Regions from separate parts of the Bos taurus genome. Here region 1 is linked to region 2. Evidence: chromatin contacts called from public Hi-C data. All regions are on one chromosome and are shown on one strand. The core of a region is the stretch at or near the end of the contact, and the rest is flanking DNA. Distances in the headings are between cores, read along the strand shown. Region 1 has its middle 260 kb from the start of PLEKHG7. Region 2 has its middle 75 kb from the start of BTG1.

Region 1 (6,094 bases), core at 3,268-5,767, 360 kb before region 2:
AGACACATGGACTCTATCCAGAAGAGACTTAGCTTTCCCTCAAGTCCCAGGGTCCAGAGGCTCTAAGGCAAGGTACTCTAGTAGCTTGAAGGAGAAGCTGCACAGCAAGATGCTGAGCATCCCTGGACACTGCTGTACTCTAACCACGCGATGAATCTGTGTTTTGTGCCTCCTAGTATGTGCTCAGTGCTTTATATATTTTCCCACATAATATGCAGGATTAGGCTTATGAAGGAGCCTTTATCTTAACAAATTTTATAGATGAGGACACTGACGTTTAGGAGAACTAAGTCCCAAGCCACCTGTACTACAATGGGTAAATGTCACCTCTTACATGGCCAGTGAGCCCTCCTGATCAGATGATTCTCTGTGGAGGGGAGTTACTGGAGAATATGGAAGGATGGACAAGAGCTCCAGAGTCTCAACCCAAGAAGGGAGGTTTCTCCTTCAAGTCCTGCCAGTGGACCAGGAGACAGCAGGTGAAGGAACCTTTGGTGGGTGATTGGTGTGAGTGTTTTGATTTTAAAGAAACGCCTATTTGTGTGTGCCCAGCACCATGAAGTGGCCTTGGACAGTGAGAACACAATGCTGTCCACTTCTGGACTTGTAGTGAATGTATTTGTGAAAGCATGTGCCCTTTTTCAGAAGAGGGAAGATGAATGAGAACACTTAGAATCTTTCAGTGATTCTACAAGATGGAAGAGTGTTTGGGTATAAAGTTTGGACTGTTTTTATTTTAAAGAATGATTCATTACTTTCATAACATGGGGTTTTGGTTTTACTTTCTATAATACGCCATAAAAATTTTAGTCTTGTAATATTTGGTTTTGCATTTTAAGCGGAATTCCCTCTCCCACAATCTCCCTCTTGACTATTGACAGTCTGTGTTTTAGGAAGCGTCTTCTCTCTCATCTTAATAAACTTTTAGGTTCCAAAACAAAGTCTGATCTTAACGATTAGTTTAACCAATCAGTTTAGTCTGTCTACATAATGGTGCAATGAAGATGCTTGCAGATATTGATTCCCTAAAGTCAACTTCCCTTACCAGTCAGCTGTGATGACTAGTTCGTCTGGATTAGTTCCTGCAGTTCCAGCCTTTGTGCCAAGCACGTTGCAGCTGCTGGCCTTCCCCCCAGCCCTGTACACAATTCCCGTCTGTGGAAAGTATAATCACCTGCTGGAAGAGATACTTGCTTGTCCACACGCCAGGAGGAGGCTGGAGTTGGGACATTTCTTTGGCTTGCTGGGAAATAACCTGGACTTTAAACTTAGCTGAACCTAGGTTCAAATCCTGACCTTGCTGTTTGTAAGCACTTCCAGGGCTAAGGGAATCTCAACAAATGTTGCTTTCCTCCCTTGTCTGCCTTTGAGAAACACTGCAACCTTCTTTCCAGTGGATCATTTCTGTGATCCAACCACATGGACATTCTGTCCAGCACATCCACACCAAGAGCACGTGGTTATGGATTGTGCTCTCTGTTGCCTTTGGTTCTTTCTCACAAAGCCTGCATTTCAGAAACAGCTCGTGAACAGTCTGTATTTCAGTGATTTTTTTTATCTCACCTTTCTCTAGATATGGATGTTCTATGACTCCTGGCTTCCTGACACGTGAAAAAATACATTCCTTCTCTCTCAGTCTGTGTCTCCTGAGAACAAGTTCAGACGAGCCTTTTCTAAATAATAAAAGAGAAGATGGCCGCCACATGTTTTTATAACTGACCTTATTTCAAAATTCGGTTGGGTAACTCTTACCTCACTTTCCAGAGAGAGGCAGTGTGTGTCGTGAGAATGTGTGTGTGTGTGTGTGTGTGTGTGTGTGTGTGTTAGTCACTCAGTCATGTCCGACTCTTTGCAATCCCATGGACTGTAGCCTGCCAGCTTCCTCTGTCCATGGGATTCTCCAGACAAGAATACAAGAGTGGGTTGCCATTTCCTTCTCTAGGGGATCTTCCTGACCCAGGGATTGAACCCAGGCCTTCTGCATTGCAGGAAGATTCTTTACCATCTGAGCCACCAGGGAAGCTGAGAATCTCTCTGCTGCTGCTGCTAAGTTGCTTCAGTCGTATTTGACTCTGTGCGACCCCATAGATGGCAGCCCACCAGGCTCCTCCGTCCCTGGGATTCTCCAGGCAAGAAAACTGGAGTGGGTTGCCATTTCCTTCTCCAACTCTCTAGAGGTAATCAAAACAAATGGCTGTGCCTGACCTTGGCATGTTCCCTGGCCCTCTGTGGTCCTGCGTTTGCTCCTCTTTGTGAAAGGCAGACAGTGTTATGTGACATCTAAGGTCCCTTCCTCCTCTAAACCTTCCAGCCTCTAACCCCAGGCTACTGCTTGCTGATTTATAAGACAATATATTGACTTGCCTGAAGATATTAAATGGCAAATATTTTAAAAAGTGGGTCCTTCTCCACTTTTTTATGTCTAGGTTATAAAATTATGATAATGATTACTTTTTCATTACTCACCTAATCCCATAAAACACCTCTCACTATATAAATGCACATAGGCTTTTTTCAACAACAATTACTCATTTTGTTGAAGGGAATCAGGTCCTTGCTAAAGGCCAGTAAGAAAGCACCAGCTTTCTGCTAGTAGACTCTACATTTTCTCTGGGCAAAAGGTTTACTGTGGCTGAGACCAATACAGCGTCACCCAGTGGCCCTCTCCTAAGGGAGATTACCGACTATTCATTAGTTGCTCCAAAGCTGGTAACGTGTGCCATGAGGTTGAGGAGAATAGAAGGAACATTTACCAGAAAGAAAAATTTAGATGTAATAGGTTCTTCCTCCTGGGTCTCTCTCTATTTCTTACTGTTAAACTGAAACCTTTTACATTGAAATCTTGTTTTCCTTTTTTATACTCATGACCATGTTTCAAAGCAAGTCTTATACCTCTTTTACAGCTGAGACTATGGAGGCTCAGAGATGTTAATGAATATCCCAAGCTCACCCAGGAATTCCTAAATGTGTCTAAAATGGATTTAAAAAATTGGAATGTTTAGGATATGGAGAAACCCTGAAATGATCACATCACTAAGGCAGGCCTGCCATAATGTTGTTTTCCACATTTGTAAAGTTTCAAGGAGGTACCCTGTGAACTGGAAGCAAATACTGAGGTATTTCACACCCCTATATCAAGAGGGTTTTTTGTGTTTTTTTTTTTATAGCTTATTTTAAATTTTATTTTATTTTTAAACTTTACAATATTGTACTGGTTTTGCCAAATATCGAAATGAATCCGCCACAGGTATACATGTGTTCCCCATCCTGAACCCTCCTCCCTCCTCCCTCCTCCCTCCCCATACCATCCCTCTGGGTCGTCCCAGTGCACCAGCCCCAAGCATCCAGTATCGTGCATCGAACCTGGACTGATTTGGGAGAATGGCATAGAGACATGTATACTATCATGTATGAAATGAGTTGCCAGTCAAGAGGGTTTTGAATCCTTTTCCCCAGTAGATTTACAGAAGTCAGGCATTATTTGAGATGTGATAGTAATGGATGCCATTGATTGAACTCATTATGCTCCCAGCTCTGTGCTAACCACTTGATAAGCATCATCTCATTTACACAGACATTGTTCCATAAGATGGTTACCACTGTCTTATGCAGACATGGGCACTGAGACTTATAAGGAAGTGTCACTTACCCAAGTATCATGGATTGAAAGATTGGGAATCCAGGTAATATCTGAATCTAAAGCAAATTGCTCCTATTGATTACTCTATAATGCCTTGGCACTGCAGGGCAGAATGGGACAAGGGAACCCCGTTTTCTCTCCCCATTGGAGCTGCACTTCCATATGGTAACTTGAAAGCCTGCATAAATCACTATTGTGACTAACGTCCACACCTAGCAATAGCAATTATGACAACCAGCCCTGTAAGTTCTCACCCTACTTTCATTCATTAAAAGTAGAAATTAAAGGGGAGGAAGGCAGATGGGAAAACCCCTGTCCCAAATGGTCGTTTGAGCAATAGAACAATCTCTGTAGTTATTTAAAGGGAAAAAAACCTGATTATTTATCAGAAATAGAACTATGAAAAGTCCACCTCCAGAAGCACCTCCATTGCAGCATTTCCCAGAAAGATCATTTATTGTTTACTTTAATAGTTTCAAAAATATTAAGGCATAACAAGATCTGCCAAACTAGATTGACTAGAAGATAAAAGATTCCCAAGAATGGAATGTTTTCAGTTGATTACAGCATAGTCAAGCCAAAGCTAGCAAGTCATCATTAAGGAAGAGCATGTAAATTCTGACCTTGGATTTTGCAGTAACGACATTTACACAATCATAGCTTAATCCAAGTTTGTCACAGGATGCTAGACTTTTCATATCATGGCTTTCACTCCTCAGCTGAAATCTGATTATGACAGCAGGCCTTTTCCTGGGAATTGAATAAGATTAAAATATATAGTGACCTGATATTTGTGGATTAAAGAAATGAGGTCAGAGATAGGAATTGGATCCGGGTTGGTAAACAACTGTGGCCACTTGTGTTGCAACTGTGCAGGAGGAAAGGCAGCCAGTGCACTCCCTGGAGTCCTGTAGACTGGACGGGCTTCCAGGCATCTGCAAAGCTTTTCTCCTCTGATCTCCAGCACTCACACGACTTTCTCAAAATGGCAGAAACAAGAACGTCTTTGTTTGTATCCAGTTTAGAAACATCATCATCGCGAACTTCTAACTTAGGTTTGATGTCTATCAGCGTATTAGAAGGTGACGGGAAAAGAAATTCGTTTCTTTCTCAAATATTTATTGGGTGCCTACAAATACACTGGGCATTGTGGAGCGTGTGGTATATAGATGCAGGAGCCGGACAAAGCCCCTGAAAAACAAGCAGCACTGCAAAATGGTTCATGTTCAGTACCAAGGGAGGCCTGGGCCAGAGTGTAAACACAGGAAACAGCCACTGCGGGCAGACGGCTGATGCTCTCCAAGAATTACAGACCAGATACACTCAGAGAAGTGTACAGTCAGAGAAAACTTCCTTGAAGTTGAAATGTGCCAGACAGTATTGTTTTTCTGAAATGGTCTATTTATTAAGTTATGATTTAGATACAGACTTCTTGAAAGAAAGAAATTCATCCACCTGATCGCACAACAGTAGCGCTGTGAAAGGACTTAAAAGAAACATTAGTGCAAAGATATTTTCTGGTTTTAATTCACTTCTTATCCAAGACACATACAGCATCGGTGTCATTTCTAGTAGAAGAAAACATCCACTTAGCGCTTCTACACAGAACAGGAAAGCGAGGCTCAGAGGCACCACATCTGGTGTTCCAGGTCTATACTGCCTCCTTAGTCTTGTTATGACTCAACTTGGCTACTCCTGTACAAAAGGTATGGGATTCTCAAAGAAAAGGTAAATAAATGTTAATTATAAGAGTAAAAGAACTGAATCCCTGATTGACTGCTATCCAGGACAAAAATAAACAAGGCAGAAAAAATAATATGCCCTGTAACTTTCTGAAAGGCATCAGGAATTTAGAGCAAGCTTTCTATTTGCATTTGCAGGACAGGGCATGAAAATATTGATTACTGTAAAGCAGGGAGTTGCCTGCCTGCCTTCAATAAAACACATTCTGCAAGTCTGATATTCTTGGAACAGAACGTTACCCCTTGGAATTTCCCTAACTCTGAAAAGAGAGAGTGGGTTTCGACTGTTTCTGTTCTAAATAGCATATTCTTGTTGTTGTTGTTCAGTGGCTCAGTTGTGTCTGACTCTTTGAGACCCGATGGACTGCAGCACGCCAGGCTTCCCTGTCCTTCACCATCTCCTGGGGTTTGCACAAACTCACGTTCTTTGAGTTGGTAATCCCATCCAACCATCTCATCCTCTGTTATCCCCTTCTCCTCCTGCCTTCAATCTTTCCCAGCATCACGATCTTTTCCAATGAGTTGGTTCTTTGCATTAGATGGCCGAAGTATTGGAGCTTCAGTTTCAGCATTCCTTCCAAAGAATATTCAGGGTTGATTTCCTTTAGGATTCACTGGTTTGATCTCCCTGCAGTCTAAGGCACTCTCAAGAGTGTTCTCCAACACCAGAGTTGGAAAGCATCAATTCTTCAGCATTCAGCCTTCTTTATTG
Region 2 (5,919 bases), core at 1,694-4,193:
TTTTTTGCCAGTCTGATGGGTATAATATACATTGTTGTTATTTTAATTTGCATTTCCCTGACTGATTTAATGCGAGCATGTTTTTGTTTTCCATGTGGGTTTATTCCTCTGTGAATTTCTTGTTTCTTTATTCATTTTCCTATGAGTTTGTCTACTTTTGTCAATTTGTAAAAACAAAACAAAAACTGTTGTCATCTGTGGTACAAATATTCCTGAACCTATCCTTTGTCGATTTATCTGGTAAGGGAAACTTTCTTTTGTCAAAAAAAGATTTTAAATCCTTATATGAGCAAATTTGTTGGTTGTTATGTAGCTAAACTGTGTCTGACTCTTTTATGACCCCATGGGGTGTCAATGGGATTTTCCAGGCAAGAATACTGAAGTGGGTTGCTATTTCCTTCCCCAAGGGACCTCCCTGATCTTTTCTTTATAGCTTCTGTATTAGATCAAGAAATGCATCAGTCAAGAAAGTTGGCTTTCACTGGTGGTTTGTACATATAAGCACATATAATGTGCTGGATTTTCTTGAAAGTATTTTTTTGTACAATTGTCTTTAATTTTGTCATTTATTTTTGGAGCTGATATAAGACTGAGTTCAATTGTTTTTAAATGCAGTTGAATAGCTGTGCCATAACCAGTTAAATGCATATATGAATGTATGTGCACATATATGTATTCATATACAAATGGTCCTGACTTACAAGAGTTTGATTTTATGATGGTGCAAAAGTGATATGCATTCAATAGAATCTGTACTTTGAATTTTGATCTTTTCCTGGGTTAGTGCTATGTGGTCTGATATTTTCTCAAGATGCTGGGCAGCGACAGCAGCTCCCAGTCAGCTCTGCGAACACAGCTGTGAACAATCGATACACTTACAGCCATTCTGGACCCACACAACCGTTCTGTTTTTCACTTTCAGTACAGTATTCAATAAATCACATGAGATATCCAGCACCTTATTACAAAACAGGCTTTGTGTTAGATGATTTTGCCAACTGAAGGCTAACGCAAGTGTTCTGAGCACGTTTAAGGTTGGTTAGGCTAAACTGTGATGTTTGGTAGATTAAGTGTATTAAATGCATCTTTGACTTTTATGGCATTTTCAATTTATGATAGGTTTATCAGGATGTAATCCAATCATAAATTAAGGAAAATCATTATGTATGTGTGTATATATACCATATGTATGTCTGTACATATATATATATGTGTGTGTGTCCATATATGTATAAGTATGTATGGTGTGTGTGTGTGCATCTCCATATAGGTATATGAATAGATATACATCCATGTGTGTATGTGTGTGTGTGCTCAGTGGTATCCTCTGTCCATGGGATTTTCCAGGCAAGAATACTGGAGTGGGGTATTACTCCAGGGAATGTTCCCAACACAGGGATGGAACCCATATCTCTTGCATCTCCTGCATTGGCAGATGGATTCTTTACCACCATACCTCCTGAGAAGCCCATATATCCATATATAATTATAATATATCTCAAAATATATGTGTGTGTATATATATATACATACTGGTATGTATATGTATACAAAATTTTTTGATTCTCTGTATAGTTTCACTGAATTCCACTACTACCTGTAGGCCTCGTAAAACATTTGATTAAGGATTTGAAGAGAAATCTGAATTAGTTTGAAAAGGAAAAAGCTATGTTTAAGCCCCCAGAACCCCAACATTTCCTTTTAAATCTTTTGACCCTGTGACACTATAATTCATCCTCTCTTCTCAAAACGAGCCACTATCTTTTTTCATGGATGTTGTTCTTGTACTACTTACCTCTGTTAGCCATCACATGAGTTTGTTCATGTCGGGTTGGACTCAAAAGAGTCGACACAACTCCTGTCCTCACTTTCTTTCTATAGAAAGCAGCCACAGAAGCAATAGACTCTCAGATTGGTTGTTAGAGAAGAAATAGTTAATGTATCGTTTTCCTCCTTAACATCTTTCATCACATAGCCTATTTTGGTGTTTTGGTACCTGAAACCCCATTTTGCTTATGGCTACATTAAAATGTGAATATTCATTTTGGAGATTTGCTGGCGACAGTTATGCCAGTAAAATCAAAGAGCTACATCCAAGCATTTCAGAAAAGCACAATTATATGTACTTAGAAATATTTCCTAATAATCTAGGTTTATTTCAACATGAATTCTATATAAAGTCACAGGGGAAAGAAAAGACATAGCAATTTAATTATTTAACCTAAAGTGTAACACGCTATAACTGTTCTCCTTTATCCAAGGACAACGTGTCTCATACTTGAAAGTGACTAAAGGGCAATGATTCTTTATGAGTTTTTCCCTTCGGTGACCTTTATAAAAAGTCTAAGGTAAAGTTCTAAGTCAGGGCATTCCTCCTTCCCCTCACTTCTCTCAAAGAAGTATTAGAGAAGTGTCACTTCTACAAACCAAGTCTGGACTCAATGCCAAAGCAACTTTAAGGAACAGAATTTTATATGCAGATTGCCTAACCCAAGACAACTTTATAGTTCCTAGAACATGCTTTTTCAGTATTGTTCCTTGCTCAATTTTATTACATAAAGCAGTCCTTTTCCTCTTTCTCTTTTGTACTTAAATGAGAAAATAGATTTGCTTCTTCTCATCCCAGAAATGTACAGAATCATAAGGTGTTAAAATTGTCAGGGACATTATAAGCCAGGCAACCTTAGAAATTGTCTACTTTAAACTCTTGCTGAATGATTCTTTTCTCTCTTTTTTTTTTTTTTTTTAGAGCCCCAGTTGATTCAAGGGAAGGCAAGATTCTGTGAATGCCTGGACTCCGTTTCATGTCCTACTTCTGTCTTCCTCTGATCTTTGTTTAAATGGCTCTGCCAGGAGGACTTTCCAGGGGGTGGGGCTGCGTGCTCAAACACATGTGAGAATCCACGTGTGTCCTGCGTTTTCTGGAGAGGTGATTTTTGGCAGGGGATTTTTGCTCCATGGAGGGAGAGTGTATGAACATTTTTTTTTTTTCCCCTACTCAGCACAACGGTAGTTCCCTACCGACTGGTATCTGTTTTGAAGTCACATGGCAAAGGGGATTTCTGTCAATGTTTATTCATTGCACATTCAAATATGACACTCTGATGACCATTCACAGGATCACGTCAGTGTTAGTATACAATTTTTCTGCCAACAATGGGAAGTTTATTCCCAGAGCTAAAGTTGCTTTATTTGAAAATGCAGGAGGTTTCATGCACAATAGGCATATTTTAGAGCTTATTTTTTAAATATTAAATTTATTTAGTTATTTTATTTTTAAATTGTATAAGATGACTGCTTGGCTGAGCCTATCTGAAATGTTTCTTAATCGGTACCACATTGATTAGTGAATACCTTCATGGTACAAGAAGATGATGGATAAAATGACTTTATCTATCACTACCCTAACATAAATTGAAACATTTTTACTCCTGTTTGGGGCCCCACCCTGTGGAAAGAGAAAACATCTCTGCTCTATTATATGGGGTAAGTGCATGTGACTTGATTTGGCCAATGAACTGAGACTGACAGCCACTTTCTATCAGAGGATTTCAGAGCCAGTGTGAGGTCCGTCACTCCTGCTTTTCACTCTGCCCCATAACCGCCTGTGTTCCAGGTAGAGGATCTGTCATCCAGATCCCCCTGTAAACAAAAAGTAGACCAAAGCCACAGGTGACATGGGACATGAGCAAGAAATCAAGCTATATTACTGTGAGCCCCTGAGATCTGAAGTCCATTTGTTACTGCAACGTAATCTTGCTCATCCTGGCTCATGCAGACTGCATACCAGAAAGAGTGAACAGAACCTAAGTTCAAATCCTGGTTCTGCCTTTAAATAGTGATGTGAACTTGGACATTTCTAAAACATTGGTGACCTTCACAACTTGAACTTCGGTTTCCCCAGGAATGGATACAACGACCATCACCTTGTGGATCTCACAGAAGATGGATATGAGGCTAAAATGACACTGTTTATATTATCATACACTGGAAAGTGTATAAATGCAAGGCACTAGAACAATTGGATTTTCCATTTTTTAGTGAGTGGCATATACTAATCTTTGCTTCTTTCTTTATTTATGGCTGAATTGGGTCTTCAGTGCTGTGTGCAGGCTTTCTCTAGTTTGAGCTGGGACGACTCTTCATTGCGATTCAAGGGCTCCTCGTTGCTATAGCTTTTCTTGTTGTGAAGCAAGGGCTCTATGGCACTCGGGCTTCAGTAGTTGTGGTGCATGAGGTTAGTTGCTCCAAAGCACGTGTGATTTTCCCGGACCAGGGATCAAATCCGCATCTCCTGCGCTAGCAGGCAGATTCTTAACCACTGGACCACCAGAGAAGTCCATTATCTTAGCTTTTTTTCAACTTTGAAATAAGTACACATTCTAAAATGTATCATCCACCCAAAGCTTTATAAACCATTAAGTGCAGACACTTCCATATACTGTCTGAGAAAGGCACTTCTGACTGTAGAAGACCATTCTTTTTAAGCATCCAGCTTTGAAAAGAGCACACGTGAAGTAATGTTGAGCCATGTGGATACTTGCCTGGCCAAGATGATCAGCCTGATTATTTATCCTGAGCTATAAGGCCAAACTGCTTCACTTTTGGAGAAAACATTATTAATGATACGAACACTATTATATTTATTTTACTAGGAAGAATTAGTGGAAAGAACATTAGCTTTCGAAACATAGACCTGGCACTTGGTAGTCATTCAGTAAATATTTATTGACTAAATGACCAAATCAGCTCAAATCTCACCAACAATTTCTGACTATGTGATTTTGTGCAAGACATTTAACCTCTCTGAGTTTCCGATTATTCACTTGCAACATACAAAATAATAATCTCCTCACAGGGCTTTTTTTTTTTTAAAGGATTAATGAAGTGATTGATGTATGAGATCTCTCAAAGTGCTCAGTAAAAATTTAATAAGCATGGAAGTTTAGTTGATTAGCTATGCTATGTCCTAGAGTGCGTAGCCAGCTTGTAGAAAAAAGAGTTGGCTTTTGATATTGTTTGCAATGTTCCATTAACGAAGTCTTGAGATTCCTTTGGAAAAAATCAATTCCATTTTGATAAGACCACGCTTTCTTTGCCACAGAAGCAATACCATATGTGTGCACCTGAGGAAAGCATTTAAAATGCTTTTGACATGCAAAGGCTTCCAGGGCTCTGCTTTGGAAAAGCTCTCCTAACAAAAGGGACCACACTGCCTCCCATTGCCTGGTTTCTGGATTGGTTTTCCATCTCTTCTTCACAGCACTGCCTTTATCTCTCAGTGCCTGTTATCTGCCTCTCTAATACACTTACTTGCCGGTCCCTGAAAGGCCCTGCTGTAGATGTCCTTAGGAACTTCCATCAGCAACAATAAGGTGGGTGGCAAACTTTTAAAGGATCTGCATCAACAAAAAGGGAGGAGAGAAGGAACCGATGACACACATGGTGATTTTCTAGGTATTTAGCATTCATTTAATCCTGGTAGCAGCTCTGTGCAGTCAGTGGCTTTATTTATTTATTTCAATGGTGATTTTAAAACAAGGACATCAAAGTACAAAGAGTTTCAGGAATCTGCCCAAAGTCATACAATCAGTAAGTGGTATGGCTCGAAAGTGAAAGTGAAAGTGAAGTCGCTCATTCATGTCCGACTCTTTGCAACACCATGGACTGTAGCCTACCAGGCTCCTCTGTCGATGGGATTTTCCAGGCAATAGTACTGGAGTGGATTGCCATTTCCTTCTCCAGGGGATCTTCCCAACCCAGGGATCAAACCTGGGTCTCCCGCATTGTAGACAGACGCTTTACTGTCTGAGCCACCAGGGAAGTCACTGTCTGAGCCACCAGGGAAGTCGAAATTGAACACAAATCTGTTTAGGTCCAAAATCATGTTCTTTCCTTGCCATTACCTTGCCTGCTCTT

What was found. A called contact is a pair of places that touch in the nucleus more often than the background predicts.
Region 1: a Hi-C map of liver shows a contact between it and region 2, with 2.9 times the contacts expected there. The contact joins two enhancer-like sites. A contact is called at or near these places in 2 of 11 Hi-C or Micro-C datasets (liver and skeletal muscle).

The regions. Positions count from the first base shown.
Region 1 is chr5:22,297,209-22,303,302 of ARS-UCD2.0, reverse strand. No RefSeq gene overlaps it. Among named protein-coding and RNA genes, the nearest start is that of PLEKHG7, 260 kb to the left of the region's middle. Within about 2 kb of position 4,517, at least 5 of the 102 cell types and tissues checked have an H3K27ac peak or open chromatin away from gene starts, as enhancers often do. A contact at or near this core is called in liver, where this site is marked.
Region 2 is chr5:21,936,480-21,942,398 of ARS-UCD2.0, reverse strand. No RefSeq gene overlaps it. Among named protein-coding and RNA genes, the nearest start is that of BTG1, 75 kb to the left of the region's middle. Within about 2 kb of position 2,943, at least 6 of the 102 cell types and tissues checked have an H3K27ac peak or open chromatin away from gene starts, as enhancers often do. A contact at or near this core is called in liver, where this site is marked.